Linked DNA regions of Arachis hypogaea: region 1 is linked to region 2. A link is a contact called in public Hi-C data. All regions are on one chromosome and are shown on one strand. Each heading gives the region's core, a stretch centred on a gene start, on an enhancer-like site or on the middle of the called end of the contact. The rest is flanking DNA. Distances are from core to core; before and after follow the strand shown. Region 1 overlaps LOC112743789 (TOM1-like protein 6). Region 2 has its middle 13 kb from the start of LOC112746136.

Evidence for each region. A called contact is a pair of places that touch in the nucleus more often than the background predicts.
Region 1: a Hi-C map of leaf shows a contact between it and region 2, with 3 times the contacts expected there. The contact joins two enhancer-like sites. A contact is called at or near these places in 4 of 8 Hi-C or Micro-C datasets (leaf and an unstated tissue).

What each region holds. Positions count from the first base shown.
Region 1 is chr14:116,719,812-116,726,973 of arahy.Tifrunner.gnm2.J5K5, forward strand. LOC112743789 (TOM1-like protein 6) reads left to right here. Exons shown (of 10, transcript XM_072214672.1): 3 at 521-599; 4 at 703-801; 5 at 1,266-1,379; 6 at 1,717-1,880; 7 at 2,004-2,085; 8 at 2,166-2,251; 9 at 2,365-2,700; 10 at 2,929-4,401. The coding sequence ends at 4,084. LOC112743788 (regulatory-associated protein of TOR 1) reads right to left here. Exons shown (of 24, transcript XR_011871167.1): 21 at 6,828-6,898; 22 at 6,422-6,507; 23 at 6,172-6,256; 24 at 5,124-6,041. Among protein-coding and RNA genes, the nearest start is that of LOC112743789, 4.5 kb to the left of the region's middle. Within about 2 kb of position 5,005, at least 3 of the 3 cell types and tissues checked have open chromatin away from gene starts, as enhancers often do.
Region 2 is chr14:116,651,071-116,658,441 of arahy.Tifrunner.gnm2.J5K5, forward strand. No RefSeq gene overlaps it. Among protein-coding and RNA genes, the nearest start is that of LOC112746136, 13 kb to the left of the region's middle. Within about 2 kb of position 4,436, at least 2 of the 3 cell types and tissues checked have open chromatin away from gene starts, as enhancers often do.

The sequences.
Region 1 (7,162 bases), core at 3,755-6,254, 69 kb after region 2:
TTAGGTGTTGACCTTGATCATCTGCCACATGCTAATGATTTATATCCTTTTTTGTGTTTCATGCTTGTGTTTGTGTTTTATGTTGAGATGAAATATTGAGTGTAAAAATTGCATATTTTTTTCATCCCCAAAAAGATAAATAAATTTGGTGTTTTGGGTGATTTTGTTCATGTTGATGTGAAAATTTGGTTAGTTGAATTATCTGGGACATGAAGCATATTGTTCTTTGATTTCTTCTTTCTTTTTCTCTTCCTTTTTATCCTTTTTTTTTCCAAAAACAAAAATATTATGATTACTTTTATTTTGTTTCCTTTTAGTTCTCAAAATGCAACAATAATTTGTAACCTTAGTTTCCTTTCTGGTTTGTGGATGAATTTCCAAGCTAATTTGTCAAATTGCTTCTTTCTCCCTAACCCGCCTTCCTGTATTTATCTCCTTCCACCATATTAGTCTTTGTGAAGAAAAAACATTTGTATTGTTTGCTGAATCATTGATGAGTAGCACATGCTTAATTTCTCAGGCAGCCTAAAGATGTGGTTAAAGCTGTGAAAAAGAGAATACAACATAAGAGCACTAAAGTTCAATTACTAGCTCTCACGGTACCAAAAGTTCAACTTGATTGTTTCTGTATTCTGTTGTACCTGATGTCAAATTTATTTGTTTTGGAGCTTGATTTATGGTTTCTGATTTTCTTTCTTCTAGCTTTTGGAGACAATGGTGAAGAATTGTGGTGATCAGGTCCACTTTCAAATTGCTGAGAGGAACATATTGGATGAGATGATCAAAATTGTAAGGAAGAAGGTAAGGTGGTGTCAGATAGAAACTTGAGAATCATTCTTATTTAAGTTGCATATGTGATTTCACTTGTGCATTATTGACCCTTGGTGAGTGTGTATTTATTGCTATGAACTAGTGGTCTATTAGTAAAATTGATCCATCAATATGATGTAGTTTGATTCAGTTGCCAAATAATTTGACATCAACTTAATTCACTTCTCTTTCTTGTCTTATTGGCTCAAATATTAATATTTCTGGTCGTATTTCATAGCAAAGTAAAAGCTCCTATTGTTCAGGTTTTGCTCTTTGGATTAATTGATCGACCAAAACATAGATGATGTACACCTATCGAAACAATCTTAGTATTGATGCTATTTGGATGTAGGATGATATATCCAATCATTCAACATCTTGGAGGCAACTTGAATTAATGCTGTTTAACTGTGGTTAATCTTGTCTAATTTGAAATTCATTTGATGATAATTTAGGCACATATGCAAGTGAGGGATAAAATTTTAATATTGCTGGACTCATGGCAAGAGGCATTTGGCGGGCCTGGTGGAAAATATCCTCAGTACTATTGGGCATATGAGGAATTGAAGGTAAGTATATCAACAGAGTTTCTTGAAAAGTCTTATCATGCCTCGTTATAGTTGTACATGCAGAGCTGAATGCTAGACTGAAAATTGATATTAACTTGACATTTTGGGGTATTTCCTCTCTTCTATTTCATGGTTGGGTTATATAACTTTTACAAAGCTTAGCATGAATTGTTCCCTTGCTAAACCTATTATTATTCCCTTTGATGCAATCAATTTACATTTCAAATGTAGATGGCATTGATATATGTAAGGCCAACTGCCAAAGGTACATTTAATTAATAATTGAATGACCTTTATATCATATCCATCACACTCTGTTGGACTTTATAAATGGCAGCGAACGGGAGTAGTGTTTCCAAAGCGTTCTTTAGATGCGTCTCCAATATTTACTCCACCTCCTACCCATCAAGCTTCAGGAAGTATGCATGCTGGATATGGGATGCCAAGCGGTTCTTCAAAAACACTTGATGAAACAATGGCAACAGAGATAGAAAGTTTGAGGTGAAATTTCAATTTTTTCATTATGTTGCCAACCGCTGGTGCTGACCTCTGTCACCAGACCTGTGTAAAACTAAAATATCTCTCCTTTTTTCTTGTCTTCTTTTATTTTTTTATAATTCATAGTTTGTCAAGCTTGGAATCCATGCGCCATGTTATGGACCTGTTGAGTGACATGCTTCAAGCTGTGAATCCTAGTGACCGTACGGTACGTTAGATGATATCTTGGTCTTGCTGAATTATCTCAGGCCACAGTAAGCTAAATTTATTTTGTTTTATGCTTAGCAGGCTGTAAAAGACGAAGTAATTGTTGATCTTGTTGATCGCTGTCGCACCAACCAGAAAAAATTGATGCAGATGCTAACAACAACGGGGTTAGTTCCTATAGACTGGTTATAACATGTCACACAGACCCCAACACCTGTGGACTGCTTTATGAACTCTGCGTGTCCACAAGATGCGTGGAATAATCCTAGTTTTCTTTCAGGGATGAGGAGCTTCTTGGACGAGGCCTTGAACTAAATGATAGTATTCAGAGTTTGCTTGCAAAACATGATGCAATTGCTACAGGGAATCCCCTTCCAATTCAACGTGCAGGTTCCAGCACTCCACCAGGTGAAGTTCTGCCAGATGAAGCTAACTCAAATTTCAATCAAACTGATGTGCGGAGCCCCAGCCATGAGACTGACATGAAGAGCCCCAGCCGCAGCCCCGTAGAGTCTATTTCAACGCCTAAAGCTAGCCCACCAGCCCCTCTCTATTCTCAAACTTCGGGATTGAGTGATGAAGAGGAAGAAGACGAATTTGCACAGCTAGCTCGAAGGTCAGCTAGGACTAATAATTTGGATTTATATTTTAATTGGCATGGGTTTTGGAAAGTCAATTTTCTTCCCTGTTGCGATTGTGATGTGAAAATAGGAAGCATGAGTGTTATATAATCTTGGACATGCATTTTGGTCTGTGGTGCCCTGGAACAATTCAGGATCAATGAATTGGTTCCATTTTTTAAACCAATTATTGATTCAGCATGAAATTTTTACCACTTATGCAGACATTCTAAGACACAGTCGGCGGCGTCAATGAGCGTGACGTCACATGTGGCAGATTCCTCAACTACTGTCCCATCCAATGCATTAGCTCTTCCCGATCCACCTGCACCAGTTAGTACTGGAAAGGATCAGGACATTATTGACTTGCTGAGCCTCACTTTGTCCCTCACACCATCAACTCCACAGGAAAATTATACGTCATCAGCGACCTCTGTCGAAGGAATGCATCAAGCAGCTAATCCATCCACAACAGAGGGGTATTCTAATGCTCCCCAAACATATCCTGGGAATAAGCAATACAACAGTTATGTCGCTCCATGGGCTAGGCCTCAATCGCCGTCGGAACCTCAAGTCCAGTCACAGCAACAGATGTATCAACCCCAGTCTCAGTCCCGCTCCCAGCCTGCCACCCCACCCTCGTATGAATCCGAACAATCACTGCATAATCAACCACCTCAGTTTCAGCAATCACAACCATTCCAACAACAAAATCAGCCACCTTTGCAGACACCACCCTCGTATGAATCCGAACAATCACTTAATAATCGACAAACTGAGTTCCAGCAATCACAACCATTCCAACAACAAACTCAGCCACCGTTGCAGTCCCAGCATCCTCAATATAGCGCTTCACCACAGTATCAACCCTCACACGCACATTTGCAACCCCAACCCCAACATTTCCAGGCCCAACCCCAACCCCAACATTTCCAGGGTCAGCTCCGATCCCCACCCCAACCACAGTTACAATCTCCACCACAGCACTTTCAAGCTACACCACAGCAGCAACGATTTCAAAATCAGCACATTCAGTACCCGGGAAGTTACCCTCCACCACCATGGGCCTCAACACCGGGTTATCCCAACTATCAAAACCATTTATCTCCTACCAATTCGTTCTCCAATCCTCAAGCCAACACAACAGGGCCTTTTACATTTCCTTCCAATGGTGCTGGATCTGCTGTGGGGGCAAATTTTGGCCAAAGGAGCCCAGGCAGTACAGGCAGCGGACAACGGCCCTTTATTCCATCTTACAGATTATTTGAAGATTTGAATGTTTTTGGAAACACAGATGGAAGGGTGAAGATGACTGGTAGTGGAACGTCATCCGGCATGTCAGGTACAATGGGACCTGGCATGGTTGGAGGGCGCAAGTGAAGTTCTATTATTGTAAAAAGCATGCAATGTTGATATGGTTTATACCTTTTTTTTCTATTTATTTTAAGGTTATGTAAGTTATTTAGATCGATTCAGCTGCAGTTTCCTACTTATGAGTAGATCATAAAGTCATTAGTTTTGAGTGTTCCCTCAGACGATAGACTCCGGAGCATTCTTTGATAAAAGATTTCTTTCTGGTAGTGGTTTCATTTTTAAGATTTATTGATCTTTGACCACTATAATTGGCACGGAAATTTTTAACATTTGTGCATATTGAGAGTATTCACCTTAATTTCAATCTCAAGAGTGTTGAATTCTTTTTGGGTGTTTTGAACAGATACTAATTACGTGCGTATAACATTCTTTCTATACACAGCTAACTGTTGTACGTGTTTATTTTTCTAACTTCCGTTAGAATTGCTACGCAACATTTTGAATAAGCAACAAATCATTCAACGGTGCCGTTCTGATACACTGCGCGAGTGCATGAAGCTCACCACTTCAGCTAAGGTTACTTCTTTAGAGGCAGAGGCAGAGGCTTCCCCTGACAAGTTGCGACTTGCCATTGTGCAATTCCATGTCACGTATCGTCTGTCGGCTGACACGGACCCAGGTAGCTCCAATAACTGGCCGATGTACACAACTAAAGCCACCACAACGGTCAATGGTAGGTCACCATGAACCAATTAACAACAGCAACCAAGCGAAGGCTAACTCTACTATTGTATCAATTCAAACTCGATCATTAACACCTCAGTAAGTTGATCTTTAAAAGCTTAAACTGAATTGAAATTTGACACATTTGACTCGTTGGTTGGTAAGCTGATTTGGTTACAAAACAATAAACAAAAATCTATTATCTATTGTGTAATGACACGCTATTAGATTACTTATAGTCATACCGTAATGTTACTAGATGAAAATTAGATTAGACTGTCGATTCTCTACGCAGTGTAAACAGTGAGATTTTGGGTACTAGAGGATGCCAACATGGAAGCTAAAAATTCTGAAATTTTAGTCTCGTACTAAAACAGCACACTGGCTCAAACTTGAATGAAATTATACCATGGCAAGGTTTCCCCCAATTCAAAGATTATATTTGAGTGAATATGCCTCAGTTCTCAGCAGTCAAACCACCCACATCTGTCAGCAAACTAAATTACATATTCTGCCAACAAATTTACAAATTAAAGGCGGATTGGGATATAACACAACATTGGAATGGAAAATAATAATAAACAAAATTATTTACACACATTTACGAAGATCATATTATTTGACAAAGCCTCCAATAAATACGCATGATTACTCCCAGTCAGGTGCAGCCCTTCTAACATGGAGGCTAATGAATGAGTTGCATACACTACCAGCAATTCAGCAGAAATTCACCTTACCAGTATGTTTCAGATTTATTCACAGCGGCAATGAAGCGTAGTAACAGGATTTAATTACCCAACCACCAAACTGTCTCATTGGCCGACGTATTGCATGATCATCCAACAGCAAGAAATAAGCATGGCTTTCCTTAGACATGTATCATGCATTCTTCTGAGCTGGAGACAACCAATGAAATCAAGAGAAAGGGGGGGGGGGGGGGGGCGGGGGGACAACTGTAGATTCATCTTGCTTGAGTGTTCTCATCAGCATAGATACACACACATGCATCTGCAGCACCAGCAGCAAGCAAGACTTGGTATGGGTGAAAATTAAGGCAGCTGACAGACCCAATTTTCTGAGCCATAAGGGTAGGATAGTATCGAATAGTGCCTAGTTGATCTCCTTCAAGGCTGAAAACTTTAATAAGTTGCTTGGCTGAGCTACTGGCAATGATTGGAGCATGTCTATGTACAGCTAAAGCTGTGAGTGACCCCCGGTGAGCTTCAATGGTAAGATAGGCGCTATTATGATTTCTTATATCAAGGAATTGAATATCTCCTGCCTGAGAAGCACTAACAATCTAAAGAGGAACACAAATACAATATAATTTCATCATCCTTTTCATATCAAATCCATAGATTGTTATTGAATTCCTACCAAGACGGACATTATATGAAAAAGAAAGCAAAAATTAGTAAAGATCATCTTACCTTTCCTGGGTCTAGTCCAGGTTGAAAGCCAATCCCCACCACCTTTTCTACTCTCTGTGTATGTGGCCGTAATCCACAGATAAGCCTAAGAAGCAACATTGTCAGTAGCCATAGTTAGAAAAACAGTAACCATAGTCAGATTTATGCAAGATTGCAGTGATTATATAGCTGATAAATGACAATGTTGCTCAATTCAATTTCATCAACTAAGCAGATCAAAACTTGGAAGAAATTCATCGGAGATGCATACATTTCAGGTGTCCTGATGTCATAAAGTCTAACAGAACCATCTACAAAACCAGCCGCCAACTGTCCCCCATGAACTTGAGATGCAGCCTGAAATATAAGTAATAATACATATATCAGGGGAGAAAATCATTTTTAAGGAGCTCATATCTACATCATCTCTATCAATAGAATTGGATAAAACAAACACAATCGGGAAGGAAAACCCCATCAAAAAGTCCAAAGAACCAGACGCAGAGCCAACTGAGCAATTCATATATAAGCATTCAACTCGGATCTTTCTAAGCCACCTCTAAAACCATAAACAGCTAGAGAATGAAAAATATATAATAATTAATAAACTATGTGAGAGCATACAACAAAAATTCCAAGGTTATTAGTTTTTCATAGACCAACATCATTAAACATACCATCAAATCCACTCCCAAAAGTCAGAAATGTTTAATGAAAAAATGATCACCCTGAGACAATCAGTTCGTAACTGTCATCCATAATAGCCAGTTCGCCATGCATGCAAAAGCAAAAGTATGACATCAGAGATTGGGAGAATTCAACTATAGAGACAGTAAAGATGAGGTCAACTGCATAAAGGTAATTTGAATAAGACCTAGTTAAAAAAAAAAAAAAAAAGCTTAATATTTTTTGGAATAACAGCGGTACATATATTGGATCGTTGTTACCAGGAAAAAAATAAAAAATAATGAGCAGAGTTAAAAACATATGATTACCATTCCCAACATAATAG
Region 2 (7,371 bases), core at 3,186-5,685:
TGCATATTCCTCATGCGTCATACCATCAAAACACCAATATTCATAATCACACATATGACTACACAATATATCTCAATCATTCAACAACATCAATAATTTAATTCCTATCTTAGGGCCTCTAGCCTAAGTTTTCACACCACATTATATTTTAGATACAGAAAACCGAGACCATACCTTAGCCGATTTCTCCGCTCAACCGGAGCACCTCCAAATCACTTTTCCACAAGCTCTCAAGGCTTCAACACCTCCAAGAATAGATTTTTGCACACCAAAGCCCTTTTCTAAACTTTCCAAAATCTCAATCAAGCTTCAATATTCACATACACACTACCTAAGTCACCATTATCACATCCAAACACAATAACTCAATATCCAAACATCATAAACCACAAATTCCACTAGGATTGAGAATCTTACCACACCCAATAATCAACGAGACAAGATTAAGCCTCTCCTCCAAACTAATTGGGTCCTATAACATCAAGAGCTCACAAATCTCAATATTTTTCACCCAAATATTTGAAATCAATGCTGGGATTTCAGAGGAAAAAACGTGACTTACATCAAGAACAAATTAGTGGGTTTTGTAAAGCTCTTCGCGGTGAACGCGTGGCCGCAATATCGGAGCTCCGGATCAAAAGTTATGGTGATTTGAAGATCAAACAAGGGTAGAACTTTGGAAGAGTGTTCTTCCCCCTTTTTCTTTCCTTTTCAGCGTGTATGAGTGTTAGAGAGGAGAGAGAGCGCTGAAAATTAGGGTTTTAGATTTTTTATGTTGGGCCAAGGGCCCAATATGAGTCCGGTTGGCCCGGTTTAGCCCGTTCGGTCCAATCTTGGGCCAATTTCTATAAAATTGGTATCGAAATTCTCGTTTCAATCTCCTCTATCATATTAAGCCATAAAAATCACTTTTTTTGCTTTCTAGAATAAATTCTTATTTATGGATTAATTAGTCATTAATTAACTAGGTTTTACACCATAACTCGACAGTTACGTTATAACTCGGCGTTATACGTTACAATCAGACTCAATGAACTACATCCTGGAATAAAACTGTCTGACCAGGTATTTATTACTTATTAAACCTAATAACTGCTCATTAATTCAGATAATCAACAAGAACGTAACTGACTTATCTTACTTCATCTATAAAGGTATGATGTTTTATCCTCAACAGACACACTGAATCCTCAGTACTAACTTAAGTATCGGAGTGCCTTTTGCAGGTACACTCCCCCTTTGTTTATACTCTCCATGACGTGATATCTCTTTGGACGAAGAGCTCGGATCATTTCAGCTTATAGCTCAGCATTGAAGGTAAAAGCTCGACATCAACTCCTTTAACCGAGGTCACGTCCAGGTTATCCACACAAGAATACAAACACACACACACACACACACACATATATATATATATATATATATATATCGAAATTTTGGATATATTTAGATTTTATATGATTGATTAATTAGTAATCATTATTCTCTACTTATTTTATCGCTTCAAGTTATGGCTTCTTTTTATTTCTAAACTATGGCTCCAACCATATTCGATCAATGTATTTATTCACTTTAAAGAATTTTAATTTATTTTTAATGATATATAATATTCACTAACACACAAAATGTCTCACTAAAATAAATGCTTTACCATTTTAAACGATACGATATTTTTTCTTTATGTCATTTTTTTCGAAAAAAAAAAAAAAAATATATATATATATATATATATATATATATATATATATATATATATATATATATATATATCGAAATTTTGGATATATTTAGATTTTATATGATTGATTAATTAGTAATCATTATTCTCTACTTATTTTATCGCTTCAAGTTATGGCTTCTTTTTATTTCTAAACTATGGCTCCAACCATATTCGATCAATGTATTTATTCACTTTAAAGAATTTTAATTTATTTTTAATGATATATAATATTCACTAACACACAAAATGTCTCACTAAAATAAATGCTTTACCATTTTAAACGATACGATATTTTTTCTTGATGTCATTTTTTTCGAAAAAAAAATATATGAATAATTATACTTTTAACATGTTTTTTAACTAAGAAATTTTTTTTTAAATTTGATTGAGTTTTTTTATTTTTTATTTTTTAATTTATTTTATGCTATTTTTTGGTCTAATAAAAATCGAATTCTATTAGATCTTTTAATTATAAAAATTTTGATACTACATCATAAAAGAAGCATATAAATAAATATTTATTTATTTCTATAACGCATATCAATTTTTAAAAAGCGCCTATTAGGAAAAATCATCTTGTTTATATCGTTTATATGTGATATCGTGTTTCGTTTCTCCTTAATTCTTATTTGATTATTAAAAAGTTTGCAAACATTTTAATGAAATAACTGAAACAAATTTCAGCTAAAATAAAAAATACACTACAATGTCATGCTAAAATAACGATTAAAATGATAGTTGCAACCTATGCTAATAAACAGGTCATTCGTGTTATGCTCCGAAAGAAAGGGAGTATGTAGACGAGGTTACTGCAATAGATTTTTCATAAGTTGAAGTAGTCAAGAGTTGACAGAAACTTAAAACCTAGGTAGGGCATTCAAACTCTTTCCACAATGTGGACGAATGAAAAAAAAAATGTGAAAACATGTTATGTTTTGAATATTCATTTTGCAATACTCATCTCTTCTTCTTTATTATATAAATACGAATGGAATAAAATATATTTTCTAATCAAAATCAACTCAACAAATTAAATCAACACTCGATTTCATTACCGCATTGGATTATTATATTATTGATTTAATCGGTATTACTAGTCAAACTGTCTAAGCCAAATTAACTCTTGCTTATGGCCTAGGACTAGGTTTTAGACGTGCTCTTGATGTCATATAAGATTAGTTAAGAGAAGTATTAGACCATCTCCAGTGGGAAACTCATCCCAGTTTCTGTTTATAGCCCACCTATCATAAAAAGTAACTCTACATCAACTTTTGCGTCATAAACAGTAAATAGAAACTCAAAGCATCTCTCTCTTCTCCATTAGGAGGAACTAACTTTAGTCCCTATTGTGGTCCCACTTAATTAATTAATTAAAATACTTATAATTAATATAATTAATTTTTTTAATAATGTAATTTAAATATTTAAATTTAAAAATAATTTACTATTAAAAAATATTAATTATAATAATTCACTATAATAATATAAATATAAATATAAATAATATTTAATATTAATTATGATATAAATGATTAATATAAATTATTAATTAAATAAAAATTTTAATTATTTAATTTATTTAATTATTATAATTATTAATAAATTAATTATAACTTAATTACTTAATTAATTATTAGTTAATTAATTAATATAAATTATTAATTAAATAAAAATATTAATATTTAATTTAATTAGTATTATAATTATTATTAAATTAATTATTATTTAATTATATAATATAATTATTTAATTAATTAATATTTTATATAATTATTTATTTTTTATTATACTTGCCACTTGACAAACATATATTGGTTAATGGAAGTTCTCATTCAAAGGGACTCCCTCTTCTCTCTCTCTTCTTGAAAAACGTGAAGGAACTCACGTTAATTCTCTCCAATGGTCCAATTCCTTTTTTTTCTGACTAAATAGTAATTGGACTTTTTCATTGGAGATCCTCTTAGGAACTCATCAGCTTTTGTAATTTATAATAATTAATTAATTATTATTAGTAATTTTAATGGTGTGAGATTACATTTAATAGTGTGAAATTATTTTTTTCTTTTTGCTGGTTAAATAATAACAAAATTTTAATGAAAGTCCTGGCCTAGACTTTCTCATTAATTAATGTTAACTTATTCAACATTTTTTTATATTTAAACAAGACTAAAGATTCAATGAATAAAATTACAGAACAAAAATTAATCAGAATAAGACATTCCTTTTATAGTCATAAGCAAATATAATTATAAATTTAGGACTAAATAATTAATCAATAAAATGATAATATGGTTTAGCTTTTAAATTTTCATTTGATATGCAGTCAACCTCTTTATTACTTTCCTTGAATGTATGAGTCATCCTAGCTTGCTATCTCCTGTTGAGCAATTCTGCTATTTTCCTCACAATAGCTTCAGGTTGCTCCTTCAAGTTTGTTGTCCTTTTAAGCATGTCCACCACAAATTTTGAATCCACCTCAAGGATAATCTTCTTTGAGCCCATATTAGACATCCTATTTTGATGCTCTTACAGTCTTACGTCGATTAGATATCAGAAAAAAGCTAAGAGAACAATGACCATGAAACTTTAGTCTCACCATCCACAAGGACAAAAATGCTAGTAGCAAAAGATTCATATCCCATATTGAGTAGTTGCAATTAATATCATATGGTCATACTTACTATATAAATGAGTGTCATCCATTTGTATAATGGGCTTACAAAACCTAAACCCATCAATACATGGCTTGAAAGCCCAAAACATTCTTTTAACACCTGCCTTAAAGGATCAAAATCATCAATACCTGGGTCAGATGGCAATCTTGTTTGCCTCCCATAGAGCTGCACCGGGTTCAAATCCTCTTGGAGGAATATTGAACCATTTGTGTGTACCCCCATGTAGTGTGTGTGAGTGGATTGTGTGAGTGTGTAATGTATGAGTGTAATGCCTAAGATTGGGGCTGTCCAATCCACTTGACAAATAAAAAAAAAGTAACACAATTGTGCCTGGCATGCATATTTTCATCGCCTCTATCTATCTAGGTAGAAAGCAAGTTGTATGACTGGTCCCAATCACCAAAAACTAACCTTCACAATCGCCATTTCATTTTACCTTGTAAGCTTTAGAAACATTATATCCTTACTCATCCTGAATTCTCTCAATAATCAACTTCATAGGAACCTCAGGTTTAACTCTAACCATTTCTAAAACAGTACAACAAATCAATGTAGAGCTTAATTTATCATGATACTATGAAATTGTAGCATTAACATATGTGTGAGGTCTGTTGTACAACTTAATCTCCCAAGATCCTGACCCCTTACTACATATATCTCGTACCCTCCAATTGCAACTATTACAAAACTTTGGACACTTTACAATCAGTCTCTTTGAGTAAGTATCCTCCATCCTAAAAGGTTGATGTCTCTTAATTGAATAGTCTCGAAAAGCCTGTTTTACCTGCTTCTTTTTTTGTCACTTTAACTCCACTTTTAACTCTGTCTTTGGAGTTTATTGTACTTCTCTTCTCATTTCTGAAAAGTCATGACTCATGACATCCCAATTAATATAAAAAAAATTAAGAGTTGGATGGCACAAAGAAATGTTGTGGAGCAATTGTCACAACTTGGACTTCCTGGGGTGCAACCTCCATGTCTTCCTCCCCATTTCTGCATTCAGAAATTCTCTCAGCTAAAATTTGAGATGAATGAGTGTTTACAGTGTTGGGAGCCTCCGTAACATTCTCCCCAATTCTTAAGAATATCTAAGGTAAATGAACTCTTAATGGCCTTTAACTTTGAACCGTCGTATAGATCATTGTTCTCTATGCTCTCATCATCTATTAGCTGACCATTATAATGAACTAACATAATAAGTGGACCTATCAATAATGTCCTAAATAATATCAACCACAAAATAGGTATTATGAGGACAAATAAGACAAAATAATATGACCATATGTCAAATAAATTTCTCCTAACATACACATACTCACCCTAATAAATAGGTCTTATACTACTGCAAACAATTATAACTGAAAATAAAATAGTGCATACAAAATAGAATAACTAACCAGAATGTGATTAAAGAGATAGTTGAGAGAAAAAATCTAGAGAGAGAATATAAATTTGAAGTAAAATGATGGAGAGAGAAAAAAATGATAGCGCGGGGATGGGGTTGCTAAAGCGCCCAACGCTTCTAACATGGAGGTGCCAAATTGGTCCATGCCTCTAGGGGTGGAAGTGAATCAAGTCAGCTCATGAGCCCGCTCGAGCTCGACTCGTTAACAGCTTGATAAGCTAAGCTCGTGAGCTGGTGAGCCAAACTTGAGCCTGGAGTTGAGCTCATAAATTAAATGAGCCAAGCTTAAGTTTGGATAAGTTCAGCTCATTAGCTCGTGAGCTGGCTCGATTATATATATATATATATATATATATATATATATATATATATATATATATATATATATCCTTGGGGTGATCTCGTAGTTCCTACGGGGTGGAGACGATGGGGTCGGTCCATGGATTTTCTTTCCTTTTGCCGCATTTCGATTATCCATTTTTTTAAAATAAAACAACAACAAAAAGAGAAAAGCTGGCTATCGGTATATATATATATATATAACAATCTTAATTATTTAATATTTATATTTATTTTTTACATCTAATTTTAATATAGAACATAAATAAAAAATTTATAATTTATTGATAGATAAACAATATATAAAATTGATCTTTTCAAATATTTTTTAAAATATATAAGTTATAATTTATTGATATAGAATTATAGATTATGTATTTATGTTTCTCTTATTTGAGCCAATTCGTGAGTTCGAGCCAGCTCGTGAGTTTTTGTTAAGTCGAGCTTGAGCTTAAGAAATAAGCTCGATTGTTAATGAGTCGAGCCGTGAGACAAGCTCAATTTTTATGAGCCGAGTTTGAGCTTGGTCTAGCTCGGCTCAACTCTGCTCACTTCCAGCCGATGCCTCCTTCACATGTGGTGTCAAATAAACCTATCCACGCTTCCTTCCACGTCAGCATCTTCTTTCTGGGAGGCACCATCCAGGTCAGTGTTTTCCACTTTGCTAGCCCTTTGGTTTCAGCGTTTTTTGGTTGAGTTTACGAGTCAATTCGGCTCCTTCAAGTCAACCACGTAAAAAAAAATCGCCACCATAGTAAAAGAATGGCAATTAGGTAATATATTTGAAAACAATTTTACTAGATAAACAACAAAAATGATGAAGAATGTGAATAATAGATTATATCTTAAGTTTATTAACATATGAATAAATTTAATTAATTTAAATTTTAAAATTAAGATTAACTTTTTTTAATTTATTATTTATGTTGTTAAAAAAGATATTGTTTCCTATACTTTTTCATTTGCAAAAGTGGCAATTTGGTAAATAATTTTAGAAAAATAGTTGATAAGTAAAAAATTCAACCTATTTGTATCCCTCTTTTTGTCAAAGTATTTGTATCCTTTTTATGTTAGTATTTTTTTTCTGGTCATGGACTATCTTAGTTTGTATAGACTAAATCTTTGGTAGTTGGGGCTCTTTATTGGATCGCTTTATTTACAAACTGTGTGTTTTCGGAAAAAACAAAAGTGTTTTGGGCCTTTAATTTCATATCAAAACTGTAGTATTATAA